Linked DNA regions of Mus musculus: region 2 is linked to region 1. A link is a contact called in public promoter capture Hi-C data. All regions are on one chromosome and are shown on one strand. The core of a region is the stretch at or near the end of the contact, and the rest is flanking DNA. Distances in the headings are between cores, read along the strand shown.

Evidence for each region. Promoter capture Hi-C pulls out the DNA fragments that hold promoters and counts their contacts.
Region 2: a contact with region 1 is called in a promoter capture Hi-C map of liver, with 2.5 times the contacts expected there. The contact joins two enhancer-like sites. A contact is called at or near these places in 3 of 39 promoter capture datasets (liver and macrophages), 1 of 484 Hi-C or Micro-C datasets (nephron progenitors), 1 of 115 datasets of contacts at active chromatin or transcription factors (embryonic stem cells) and 2 of 9 other capture datasets (adipose tissue and pancreatic islet).

What each region holds. Positions count from the first base shown.
Region 1 is chr6:149,073,533-149,080,059 of GRCm38.p6, forward strand. All of the region lies in intron 2 of Dennd5b (DENN/MADD domain containing 5B), which reads right to left. Gm23462 (a small nuclear RNA gene) reads right to left here and starts at 574; the gene lies at 471-574. It also overlaps the pseudogene Gm15780. Within about 2 kb of position 3,974, at least 12 of the 459 cell types and tissues checked have an H3K27ac peak or open chromatin away from gene starts, as enhancers often do. A contact at or near this core is called in liver, where this site is marked.
Region 2 is chr6:149,151,444-149,157,970 of GRCm38.p6, forward strand. It overlaps Amn1 (antagonist of mitotic exit network 1), which reads right to left. Exons shown (of 7, transcript NM_001113424.1): 7 at 6,134-6,388. The coding sequence ends at 6,315. Among named protein-coding and RNA genes, the nearest start is that of Etfbkmt, 13 kb to the left of the region's middle. Within about 2 kb of position 3,733, at least 62 of the 459 cell types and tissues checked have an H3K27ac peak or open chromatin away from gene starts, as enhancers often do. A contact at or near this core is called in liver, where this site is marked.

The DNA of each region.
Region 1 (6,527 bases), core at 2,724-5,223:
ATGGGAGTTCTCAGCTGGGAAACTCATATCCTTCACTAAGCTCAAATATTCATCAAAGCTTCAAAACTCATTAAACAGATCTTCTGCTGGCTCAAGGCACAGCTGAGTACAAGCTGGGGTAACTGATGTTTTACTGCTCGTGGCATGGATACAGGAGTGGAAAGCAGACTCTGTCCCTGCATCCCCAGCACCACTTATCTCTCCCAAGATACATCAGCAGCCTGCTCACTAATAAAAATACAGCGTATGTAATTTTTTTGCACCAGTTGATTGACACTATAAAACGGAGAGGCTTTTTGTTGAGACAACATCACCAAAACAATTGTTTGTAAATGTTCTTGAATCCTGGGTTAAAAACTAAAAAGATTGTAAATATTGTCATAAATATTTGGGAGGATTTTGCCATGGAATGAGTGAGTTTATTACGCATGTAGCAAGCAAAAAGAAGAGATGACAAGTGCAGCCGGATAAAAAATATGGAATGCTTTACAAATCTGCATATCATCCTTGCGCAGGAGCCATGCTAATCTCTGTACTGTTCCAATTTTAGTATATGTGCTGCTGAAGCGAGCACAAGGGAGAATATTTTATTCCTTTAGAAAATGTAGGCATATGTCTTCCATTTTCTAAAACAATAAGCCAAAATGATAGGTTTTTATAATTTTAATCTGAAATTGAATAAATGTTTTTCATAGATTTAAAAAAAAAAAACTAGCTGACTTGAAGCTGTCATGTTGCATGGAAGACCAAATGAAGAGAAAGCACAGTGTCAGCAGTCCTAGCCACAATCCTAGCCTAGGAGACAGACCCATGAGCACTAGTCTTCCTAGTCATATGCCTAGCCTAGGAGACAGAACTGTGACCAGTCTATGAACCACTCTAATGCTAAATACAGTAGAACATGCCAAACTTGCCCAAATTGCAGATTCCTATACTATCTTGCTTGCTTACTTACTATTTTTTTTTTTTGGTTTTTCGAGACAGGGTTTCTCTGTGTAGCCCTGGCTGTCCTGGAACTCACTCTGTAGGCCAGGTTGGCCTCGAATTCAGAAATCCGCCTGCCTCTGCCTCCCGAGTGCTGGGACTAAAGGCGTGCGCCACCACGCCCAGCACTTTTTTTTTTTTATTATTTATTTTTAAGACACATTCATATATAGCCAGGCTTTGGACATGTATCCAAAGATGGTCTTGATTTACTAATACTCCTGTTTATGCCTCCCCAAATGCTGCAATTAAAGGCCCGTGCTACTGTGCTGTTGCGTGAAATATTTAAAAAGCAATCCATGCTACGCCAGCATGGCACTGGTGGACAGGCCAGCCTGTTCTCAGCCCAGCAGACAGGCACTATGCCTGGCTCTTTTTGTATTAAAGGATTTGTTTTTATTTGATGTGCAAGAGTGTTTTGCTGTATATATGTACGTGTACACCATGTACCTGCCTGGTGCCCAAGAGAGTCTAAAGAGTACCAAATCCCCTGAAACAGGAGTTAACGGTTGTTAGCTGCCATGTGAGCGCTGGGAACTGAGCCTGGATCTTTTATGAGAGCAGTAAGTGCTCTTAATTGCTGAGTCATGTCTTCAGCTCCCCAAATCTTCTCTTTTTATATCAAGTAGGCACTATGAAAATAGAGTAAAATACAAAGGCACTATTTTTAAAAAGTTAAATTTAACTTAATTTTTTTGTTTTCATGTTTTTTATTGTTGTTACTGTTGGTTTTGGTTTTTGGTTTGTTGATAGGGTCTCATGTGTTCCTGTCTGGCCATGAGCTCTGCATAGCCAGCCAAGGATGAACTTGAATTTCTGATCCTCCTGCCTCTATGTTACAAGTGCTAAGATTATGTCACTATGTAGGCTGAAGACTCAATTTTATTGACAGGATTTCCTAATATCTAAGCTAGAAAATCAAAGCTCATAGTGTTTTTGAAAAGTGGCCACATATACAGTTAAGGGTTTGTAGCTTTCTTAAGAACACATTCAAACATTTACAGGAAAAGCTTGCCAGAAGTTATATTCAAAGGAAGAAAGACTTTCTATGCCACAGATAACAGATGTAAGAATTTTTCTTACATGCTTTTCTACAAAAAATCAAAAGGACAAGATATGTATTTATAATCTAGGAGTTGTGAATGAGAAAACAAGATGAGGCTTTTAAAAGCCAGAATTATATAAATTACTAGGAAACAAGACATCTCTCTCAGAAAAACTGAGACATAAATCGTAATTTGCTTACCATGGCTCAAGTATCTTGTTAACCCACAATATTGTACTTTCTAACAATATACTCTTCAACTCACAATAAAATAACTAAAAAATAAAATGTGTCTTGTAACCAAATATTGGACAGTGCTGTCCACAGCCCTCCTCTAGCATGATCAGCCAGTGTCCTTAGTTACCTCCCCTTCCAGGCACTTTGGCTACAATTTCATCAGATTTATTTATTATTTATTTAGCGGGCTGGTTTCTTGAGTTTCATGTAGCCCAGGCCAGACTTTAATTTATGATGTGGATGATAATGAACCCTACTGCCTGCATTTGTTAAGTACTGGGATTATAATTTTGGCTTGAGTTTTAGCAAGTTCCTCTTCTATATTCTATAATTCTAATACTCTTTTCCTCATTAGCCTATGAAAGAAAAATTATTCAGAAAACCCAATGGAGCTGGGCATGGTGGCGCACGCCTTTAATCCCAGCACTCAGGAGGCAGAGGCAGGCGGATTTCTGAGTTTGAGGCCAGCCTGGTCTACAGAGTGAGTTCCAGGACAGCCAAGGCTACACAGAGAAACCCTGTCTCAAAAAAACAAAACAAAACAAATAAATAAATTCCTTAAAAAAAAAAAAGAAAAGAAAACCCAATGGAATAGCTCACTTTGCCCTCCTACCTTCTTTCTGCCTTCCTTTCTTTAGTACACTATTATTTTATCTTGTGTATTGCATCAGACTTAGAAGAAAAATATGAGAATAATTCTTTTTTTTTTTTTAAAGATTTATTTATTTATTATATGTAAGTACACTGTAGCTGTCTTCAGATGCACCAGAAGAGGGCATCAGATCTCATTAAGGGGGGTTGTGAGCCACCATGTGGTTGCTGGGATTTGAACTTCGGACCTTCGGAAGAGCAGTCGGGTGCTCTTACCCACTGAGCCATCTCACCAGCCCGAGAATAATTCTTTACTTAAGTGATTTCATAGTCTAGTAGGAAAGACAGACATAAACTAAGCTGCTATGGGAGATGATCAAGGTGCTCCAGGAGCAAGAAGAGATCACTCAATTATGTAGCTTCAGATATGGTTTTGTACTCAGTAGCACCTGACAACAAGGACAGGGAAGAGAAGCAAACAGGGCCACCTTATTACTTAGTCAGGCTTTGAGTATCTAAACTATGTGCTAAGTTAGGGTTCTAGCAAGGAATAAGAGAAATTATTTTTTTTAACTTTTTATTGATTCTTTGTGCATTTCACATCATGTACCTCAATTCCGCTCATCTCCTTGTCCCTTCATATCTATCCTCTACCCTTGCAATCTCCCCTATAAAAGAAAACAAAAAATAAAATAAGAAAATAATTAAAAGAATAAAACCTCAGTGTGTCACAGAGTATATACTCTTTTACCCATACAACTTTACTTGCAAGTGTTCATTGCAATGAGTCATTGGTCTGGTTCCAGGCCTCTGGATTCTGCTACACTATCAATACTGGATCCTCACCAGAACTCCTCTTGGATATCCTGTTGTTGAACTGTGCCATGGAGATCCTGTAGCTTTGGATGTGAAGGGCCAGCCTTTTCACACACTCCAGAGGTTCATGGATGAGGTAGATGTTGGGGTGGGCCAACCAAAGCCCTGGATCTGGGCCTGGCTGGTAGCTGAGCTGGTCAGCCTGCCAGATCTCTTGTGCTTGTGCCACCAGAGCCAGCTCTCCTGCCTGTGGCAGCCAGAAAAGAGCAGACTGGTTCTTCTATGCTCACACCACTGGGGCCAACTCTTTTATACCCACACCACTGAGGCCAGCTCTCCCTTACCTACCACCAGGGCCAGCTCTCTAGCACTGTCCCAGTGAGGGGTGGGGCCAGCTCTCTGCAGCATTTAGACATCAACAGTATCCCAGGTGGCAGCCTAGACCAGGGACTTCCACAGGGCCAGGGACTTCAACACAGGCTCTTGCTGCTGAAGGGCAGTGGACCCAGATGTGGCCCTCAGAGGCAGCATGGGTGGGACATCACGATGGCCTCAGGTGGCAGTGCAGGCTACTCCCATCAGGCTGTTCCTCACCACTCTCTCATTTCCAGTTCCACCTCTCTTCACAAAGCACAAACCATTCCACTTCTCCCATTTCTCCCACAGACTTGATCATTGTGGTGGCATTGCAGGCTGTGCCATGTGGCAGTGGGTAAGCCTCTAAGTGAAACTATTTTGTCCCTTGTGATGTCAACATTATAACAAGAGATATAGATTTGAATGCTAATTATGTAATTAATAACTGCAACTGAAACAGGGATTATAAAAAGATATAGGATTGTAAGGAACCTGTTAAAGGGACACCTTCTCTAAGAATATCCAATTTAAAATAAAATCTTAACAATCAAGAATTTACCATAGGTGCTGGAGAAATGGCTTAGTCATTAAGTCATTAATAGTGTTTTTGCAGAGGATCAGAGTTTGGTTTTCAGTACCCATGTCAAGAAGCTCACGGTTGCTTGTAACCAAGGGATCTGATTTCTCTGGATGTTACTGGTACTCACTCTCACAGATATACACATTAATAAATAAATATTTTAAAAACATGTACGTATGTACATACATACATAGGGCACACATGCCATTGTATATGTGTATAGGTCAAAGGGTAATTTTTGGAAATTGATTCTATCCTTGTACAACTCGGGTTCTGGGGACTGTTTGGTGTTGAATTGTTCGGTGGCAAGTGCTTTTACCTGTTGAACTATCTCACTGGGCTTATTATAAAATAAGCCTTTCATAAATAATAATAATAATAATAATAAATAATTTACTTTGGAAAAGAGAGTCGAATGAAGAGAAGTATTAGCAGAAGCAGAAGTCAATTAGACAGTGATTAATAAATCCAAGTAAGAGATTGGGTTTCTTTGTGTAGCCCTGGCTGTCCTTGAACTTAATCTGTAGACCAAACTGGTTTGTCTCATAGGTTATTCTAAATCCAGGTAAGATGACAATGAAAGATTAACCATCATAATGCATATGGTGGTCTGAATAGATATGGCCCCCACAGACTCATGTGTTTGAATGCTTGGCTCATAGGGAGTGGCACTATTAGGAGGTGTGGCCTTGTTGGAGAAAGTGTGTCACTGTGGGAGCAGGTTTTGAGGTCTCCTAAGCTCAAGTTACACCCAGTGTGGAACACAGTCTCTCCTTGCTGCCTGAGAATCAAGATGGAAAACTATCAGCTCCCTCTCCAGCACCATGCTGGCCTGGATGTGCCATGCTTCCTGCCATGACTGAACCTCTGAACCTGTAAGCCAGCTCCAATAAAATGTTTTCCTTCCTAAGAATTGCCATGGTCACTGTGTCTCTTCACAGCAGTAATATCCTAAGACAATGCATATCTAAAAACAACATACCTGAAGTACCTAGCAGGCATCTACCAAATAACTTCCTTTCCTTACAGTCAGGCCATAATGGAAACCTTTATGTTTTTTGGCTCTACTTTTGAAATTCTCAAGAACTACATCTATACCAGATCTCAACCTGCCATTAGTAGTTTCTGTGTCCATCTTGTCTGATCTCTTATTTGCTTATGTTGGGTCTCTTTAATTATGTTTGTTATAGAGGTGATAAAGGTCTAAAGTACTACCAAGCAGAATACTTCATAGAACACTGAAAAAAAACCAAACAAACAAACAACTAAACAACCAACCAACCAACCAAACAAACAAACCTATTGCCTTCCTCCCTCCCATGAATCTCAAAGGAGACATTTATTTAAAGATTATATTTATTGTTACTGTTTATGTGCATACACATATGGTGTGTGGGGTATTGGCTATGTAGGTGTATGAGCTTTGACGTCAGAGGACAACTTTCAGGAGTTGGTTTTCTCCTTCTACATTAGGATTTGAGGATCAAACTCATGTCATCAGTTACCTACTGAGCCAACCTGCTTGCTGCCCAGAGAAATTTTAATCACTACTGAGTAACATACTGTAATGATTCAAATGCTTTAATCAATAAATTTCTAGCAATGTTTAAATAATGAATGTAGGCTCCTCTCCTTTCCACCTCAGTTATGGTGATTATAACAACTGAGAGACTGAGTTTCATCTACTGCTACAAGATAGAAAGAAATCAAGTCTTACAAGTTGTCCTCTGATCTCCACATAACTGAGCCCAAATATATATATATATATATATATACACAAACAAACAAACAAGCAAGCAAACAAACAATCAAAGAGTTTTAAAGTTCCTTTCCATCTTCCATGATGTCTGTGAAAATGATAAAATATAAGCCCAGGATACGTTATTCCTTGGTATACAGAAACGTATTATTCTCCTT
Region 2 (6,527 bases), core at 2,483-4,982, 78 kb after region 1:
GGGGAAGAGAATGAGAGAAAGAGTGTACAAGCAGGGAGAGAAAATGCAGGAGAGAGGGAGGGAGAGAGAGGGAGACCAAAATATCTGGGTTATATAGGGAAGATCTTCTATGGGTGGGGAAGCCCAGCACGTCAGCTGGACAGTTCATGACAGAGGGCTGGGTATGCCAATTGTGTGCCCTGTAACAGGTGGGAGAACCTGGAGGTCAGGTTCACTTTGTTATGTAAAATATGCATTTCAGCCACTTGGTTCCAGGTCTGAATCCCAACACTTAAGATCCACTTATGAACACGAATTCACTGGGGATGGACTAGGCTTTCAACACAAATCTTGGCAGTGAGGAGGTATTACAGATTAAAGCTATAACTGGTTATGTAGAGGAATTTTAGTTCAACAATATGGCTGCTCTGGCAAGGGATCACATCCAAAGGCTTTCTAAGTTTATGTGATTCAGCTGGAATACAGGTACTCCCTAGATCACAGTAGTTGTGGTGTGGCTGGAATGCAGTCATTTCTTTAGTGCATACCTTTAGTCCCAAACAATGAAAAGTAAGGTTAGGGGCTGGCGAGATGGCTCAACTGTTCTTCCAAGGTCCTGAGTTCAAATCCCAGCAACCACACGGTGGCTCACAACCACCCGTAATGAGATCTGACACCCTCTTCTGGTGTCTGAAGACAGCTACAACGTACTTATGTATAATAATAAATAAATCTTTTTTTAAAAAAAAGAAAGAAAAGTAAGGTTAGTTTATAGATGGAATCAGTCATGTTTGAAAGTGATAGCTAGTTGAGGGGCAGAGAAAGTGACTAATCAAAGATTTGACCGAATGAGTCAGAGAGTAGGATATGCCCAACTCTCAAGACAACAGAGAGGAAGCAGTTTTATAGAGAGATGTTTTAGGAAGATAGAATAAGCCAGAGGATAAGGAGCCAGAAGATTAGAATAAAATGCTAGTTAGTTTAAGGCTAAGCAGAGCAATTCAGTGAGAAGCTGAAATAAGCCAAATTGAGTAAGAGACTGGAGAAGAGTTTGAGCCAGAACAGCTGAGTTGAACCATCCAGCTAGAGTTCAGAAAAAAGCTAGAGAGAGTATTGTGGTAAATCTCCAACTATGCCCCGGTAATGAAAATAACTCAATTTATATTGAATACATGCTGTGTGCCTAGATTGGGCAGATCTACCGCTACACTACCATCTTCCACATCTATGAGACCCCTTAGGACTTGCAGTTTCTCCAGGTCATGTGCTTCTGCTCAGTTTCTCTTCTTCCTACTCCTCTGTTCCTCTCCCTATTCCATTTTTCCTTTTTCCCTCTCCCCACCTTCCTCTCCACCTTCCCTTTTATCTGTTCAATCATCAGCTCTCCTTTATTTTATAAATTAAGGTGTGAAGTTTACAGGAAATCACCTGAGTGTTGACCCATTCCTCGTTTGCAACCACTCACATGAAAATGGATTTAACATCAAATATAATTAGGCCCAGGGCTACCTACAATAAGAGGGTGAGTTCATTCAGCAGTAAGCCTCCAAAATAATTTTTATCAGGCAAATTAAAGATACTTCTATGGGCTTAAAAAAAAATAAAAAAATAAAAAAACCAAAGTTTCTCTATTCCTTCTGAGGCAACCAAATGGTCTATTCACTGGGTTAAGAAATGGTTTTTATCTCAGGAGGCAGAGGCAGGTAGATTTCTGAGTTCAAGGCCATCCTGGTCTACAAAGTGAGTTCCAGGACAGCCAGGGCTATATAGAGAAACCCTGTCTCGAAAAAACAAACAAACAACCAACCCCCAAAAAAAGGTTCTTAATTATTTTGGAAATTTTGGATTTGTACTTACATATGTTATACTTCCTATTATCTGATTTAAAAGTTGAGCACTGCCACTTTGCATGTTATAAATACCAAATTTAGTCTTTCCAAGGTACCCTCATAGTCTTATACATTGCTTTGGAATTGTCTTGGATGCTTGAATTACATATTTTCTAACAATAAACACCAGGATACTATGATGATAAGATTAGATTTAAAAGGCAGAGAGGTAGCAAAATTAAAAACAAACAAAAAGAACTACGGTAACTATATAGGAATTTGGGGGCTAGGGATGCAGAATATTGTTTTAGAAGGTTTTTACTGTTTTGTGTCCATCTATGTGTCCGTGGCCTTGAACTCATATTCCAGCCTCTACCAAAAGTGCTGGATCCTGATTTGTGCAATACTAGGGACTGAACCCTGATCTTTGTATAAACTAGGCAAACTATCAACTGATAAAGTGCACTGGGATCTTGGAAGTTCTGTACTTGTGATTCTGGACTTTTGGAAGTCAGAGAATTTTAATTACCCAGTGAGTCGACTGCTGCTACTCAAAATTTTCATTAGTATCTACGTGGGGGGGGGGGCTTAGAAATGTAAACTTGGGAGCTGGAGAGATGGCTCAGTGGTTAAGAGCACTGACTGATCTTCCCATGTGGTGGCTCACACCATTTTTAATGGGATCTGATGCCCTCTTCTGGTGCTGTCTGAAGACAGCGTCAGTGTACATATATAAATAAAAGAAATGTAAACATGCAGCTTGGGAAGCAAGTAGGAAAATTTCAGATCCTCACTTCTCTCTCAGCTCCTCTAAAACCAATCCCCCAGCCCCATTTCCTGCTTTGCAGCAGACCACCTGCTGCGGCTTCCCATTCTCCCTGCCCCCATCTTCAATGGATCCCCTAATTTCCCTCCTGCTTCTCATTGCTTTTTCCCAGCCCCCAACTCAAGCAGGCACTCCCTGGAAACTTGCAGGCCACTTAGGTCAGGGATGCTGGTAGGATAATGGCAGAGCTCTCTAGGCTGCTCCCTCGGACACCAATCCCCTAATCTGAGACCAAACTGTGGGAAACCAGACCTTCAACAACTCCCACCCTGAAGATCCAACTGACCCTTTGATGGGAGCAGAGTCACCTCCTCCTTCTTGTCTCGACTTGGTGCCTGGGACTGTTTAGATAGAGCCAGCATTCCAAGATAAGCTGCTAGATGTTTGAAGCCTGCACTCAGCATCCTCCCCAGATGTCCGTCCCTCTCTCTGTGCTTTGATCATTCCCCCTCGGCCCCTCCCTATTTTCTCTCACTGTGTGCTTATAATCAGGCTCCTAGCCTCCATTAAACAGACCTTGACAACCCTTTGTTTGGTCTCTCTCCTCTCACCTGTTTCTTTTTCAGGCTTGGTCCCCCTCAATCCCACGAATAACTAGGTCGGGATACTAACCTTATATCCAGTTTGGTAACAGACCACTTGCAGCAGCCCCACCTCCTTCTCCAGTGGGTCACACAAATCTCCTCCAAACTCCATTCACTGCTTTATTCCAGCCCCAACATCAATGGGCACTCCCTGCGAATAGCCCAGGCCTTGGTTTTGGACCCCTGGACAAGAAACTGAGCTGCATATTTTACATATCGAAGCAGATCTGACTTCCAGGTTTTCCCAGCATTCCTCAGTCCCTACCTGACATACCCTGCCTCCAACCTTGAATTTTCCAGACCAGGGGCTGGGCTGCCCTTCCCCCAGAGGCCTTTCCCTATATAATCCAGACATTCCATCTCTCCTCTTCTCTCTGCAAGTGCCTGTAACCCCTTTCTCTCTTCCTTACTTATCCCCCTCCCCCATTTTTCCATGGTGACTTCCCTGGCCTTGGGGCCAGTGAACTCCCCCACCTGAGAGCAGCTTTCCAATAGAGGTACCTAAATCTAATCTGGCCTAAATTGGCTCATATCACCGATGGTGTTGAAATAACCTATCAGATGGTGCTGAAACCTGAGAATAGAAAGCTTCCCCCAAAAGTAAGGGTCTAAGAAATGAAGGTCTAGGGGTGAAGGGGTCTATTCATTCCATTTTGTCTACAGTCAGAAACTCGGCCATAAGCCACCTGCTCCAGTAGCAGACCCCAAAGTCCAAGGAACAAGACAATAAAATCTCCCACCCAAGGAATGGCCTGAAGATAGCCACATGAATGGGAGATATCTGGTCTCAAGATAAGCCATCTGTGCTTGGCAGCCGATCCTGTGGTTAATCATTCTTGAAGCAAAAATGCAGTCCTGGCACTCTCCAATGAGGTTTTAGATTACCTAACTCTAACAATATAATAATGAAATATTTACCTATATTAAGTCTAAGTCACTTTGCTTCTATAGCTGACCTGCCTAACTTGCTCCAGAAGCTGCAGTCTCAGGCTTTAGCACCTCATAGTAAAGCAGGGGGTATTAAGCAGCCTTTGATCTATCTCTGCAGGAACTGCTTGGCTCTCCTCACAGCCTGCCTAGTTGAAGTCACAAGAAGGGTGGAGGAAGGAGCACAATTAGGAATGAACTTGGTGGTGTTTACTCCACAATGTGAAATCAATGGAACTTCAGTAAACAATCTCTGTAATGGTGTCACTGTGAAGCTTTGGCTGGCCAAGATTATGCTATGTAGATCAGGCTGTTCTCAAACTCAGAGATCTGCCTGCCTCTGTATCCTGAGTGCTGGAATTAAAGAGGTGCTACGACCACGCCCAGGTCTATAATGGTATTTCATATTTACTTTTTTTTTTTTTTTTGGTTTTTCGAGACAGGGTTTCTCTGTATAGCCCTGGCTGTCCTGGAACTCACTCTGTAGACCAGGCTGGCCTCGAACTCAGAAATCCACACTCCCGAGTGCTGGGATTAAAGGCGTGCACCACCATGCCCAGCTCATATTTAACTTTTACACACTCTGGGCCTGGAACTGCACCACCTAGCATGCATGGAACCATAGGTTCAATATTCAGTAAACACACACACAGACACACATACAGTGAGAGAGAACCTATTTTGCCAAGAAAGAAGCACATTAGCACATCTTTTGAAAGAGCAGCCATAGAACCCAATGAAACTGCCTTGGGATACAACAGCTCAGTGGTAGCATGTCTGTCTAGTATGTATGGTACCTGAGTTCAAGCCATAGAACGGAGGAGAGTAAGAACCAATGAGATGAGTGTTTTAGCGGAAGCCTCAGTGATGTTAACACATTGAATGGCTGCCTCTGTGTGTGAATCCCACCCAAGCCTTGTGCAAGCTAGGCAAGTGTTCTGTCACTGAGCCACTTGTGCAGCTGAAGGTCTCATTTTAACTGATGAATTATTACCATTTACTTAAGTGAAATAAGTATATCAGTTTCTATAAAGAGGTAACAGGCCTTATGTTCCACTTTGCTTTTGGCTGACGTTTTCTAAACACATCTTTATTTAGAATTCTACCCATATCTCCTAGAATAGCTCAAATACCTACACTAGAAATAGGAATATAAAGGTAAAATAAGTTGAAGTGGAAGTTTCTGATTTCTTTGGAAACTATGTCATGTCATATGATGTTTTGCTAAAGCAGACACATGGAAGAATGTTAAAGCAGACATGTGAAAGAATGTTTTGCTGAAGCAGACACAGATGAAAGGATGTTTTGCTGAAGCAGACATATGATGTTCAGAAAATATAAATATATCCCCATAGACAGTCGGAGGTGGCTCTGGCATTGCACCTTGCTCTGCCTAACTAGTCTTTGCTGATGAGGCTCTGGCTTTGGTTTGCCTTGCTGATTTGTGATTGGTGACTGCCCAGTGGACTGGATTGAAGCTGCTGATGCCTATTGGTGTTTTGCTAGAGGACTGGACTGTGGACAACAAGGACTGAAATAGCCGCCCCCCCAAAAGAACTATTTCTAAACAGTTTTAAAATAACCTTTCTTTTCCACTTCCTCTCATGGGTGGTGAGCTAGAAGGGACAACCCTTATTAAAATAGGTTTTGAAAAATCTAAGCCTACAATAAATCATTTGAAACTTTTTTAATTAAAGAAACAAATCCAGCCCTGTCCCTATCAAGTAGAATTTACATAATAATTACCATTAAAAAGTGGCTCAAGCCGGGCAGTGGAGGCCCATACCTTTAATCACAGCACTTGGGAAGCAGAGGCAGGCAGATTTCTGAGTTAGAGGCCAGCCTGGTCTACATTATGAGTTCTAAGACAGTCAGGGCTATACAGAGAAACCCTGTCTCGGAAAAAAAACCAAAAACAACAAAAAAACAAAACCCAGAAACCAAAAACAAACAAAAAAGAAATTAGCTCAAATAAATATGGGACAATAGAAGTGTTTAAATGTTGAGTCTTGTTAACTTTATAGCACAAATATTTACAGTAAGATTGAATAGATTCTCTGAGAGTCACAGCTTAACTAAGACAATAGTAAATTGGTGTTAAATTAAGTAATAAATAAATATTTATAGCGCAAATCCTGTGCAAGGTTTTGAGATCAGCCTCGGTAAAGATCAATAAACAGACCAAGTCACTTGCTTTAGTTTTCTTGATCCTATTAATTGCTCCAAGACTTCTTGTGAACGATCTATAAAAGAGAACAATGACACTATATTAATTTACAATAATCAAATGTATTTAATGTTTTTTCATATATAAACTAGATGTAAGCTGAGAATATGCCTGTAATACTAGTACTTAGGAGGTATAGATATAAGGGTCAGGAA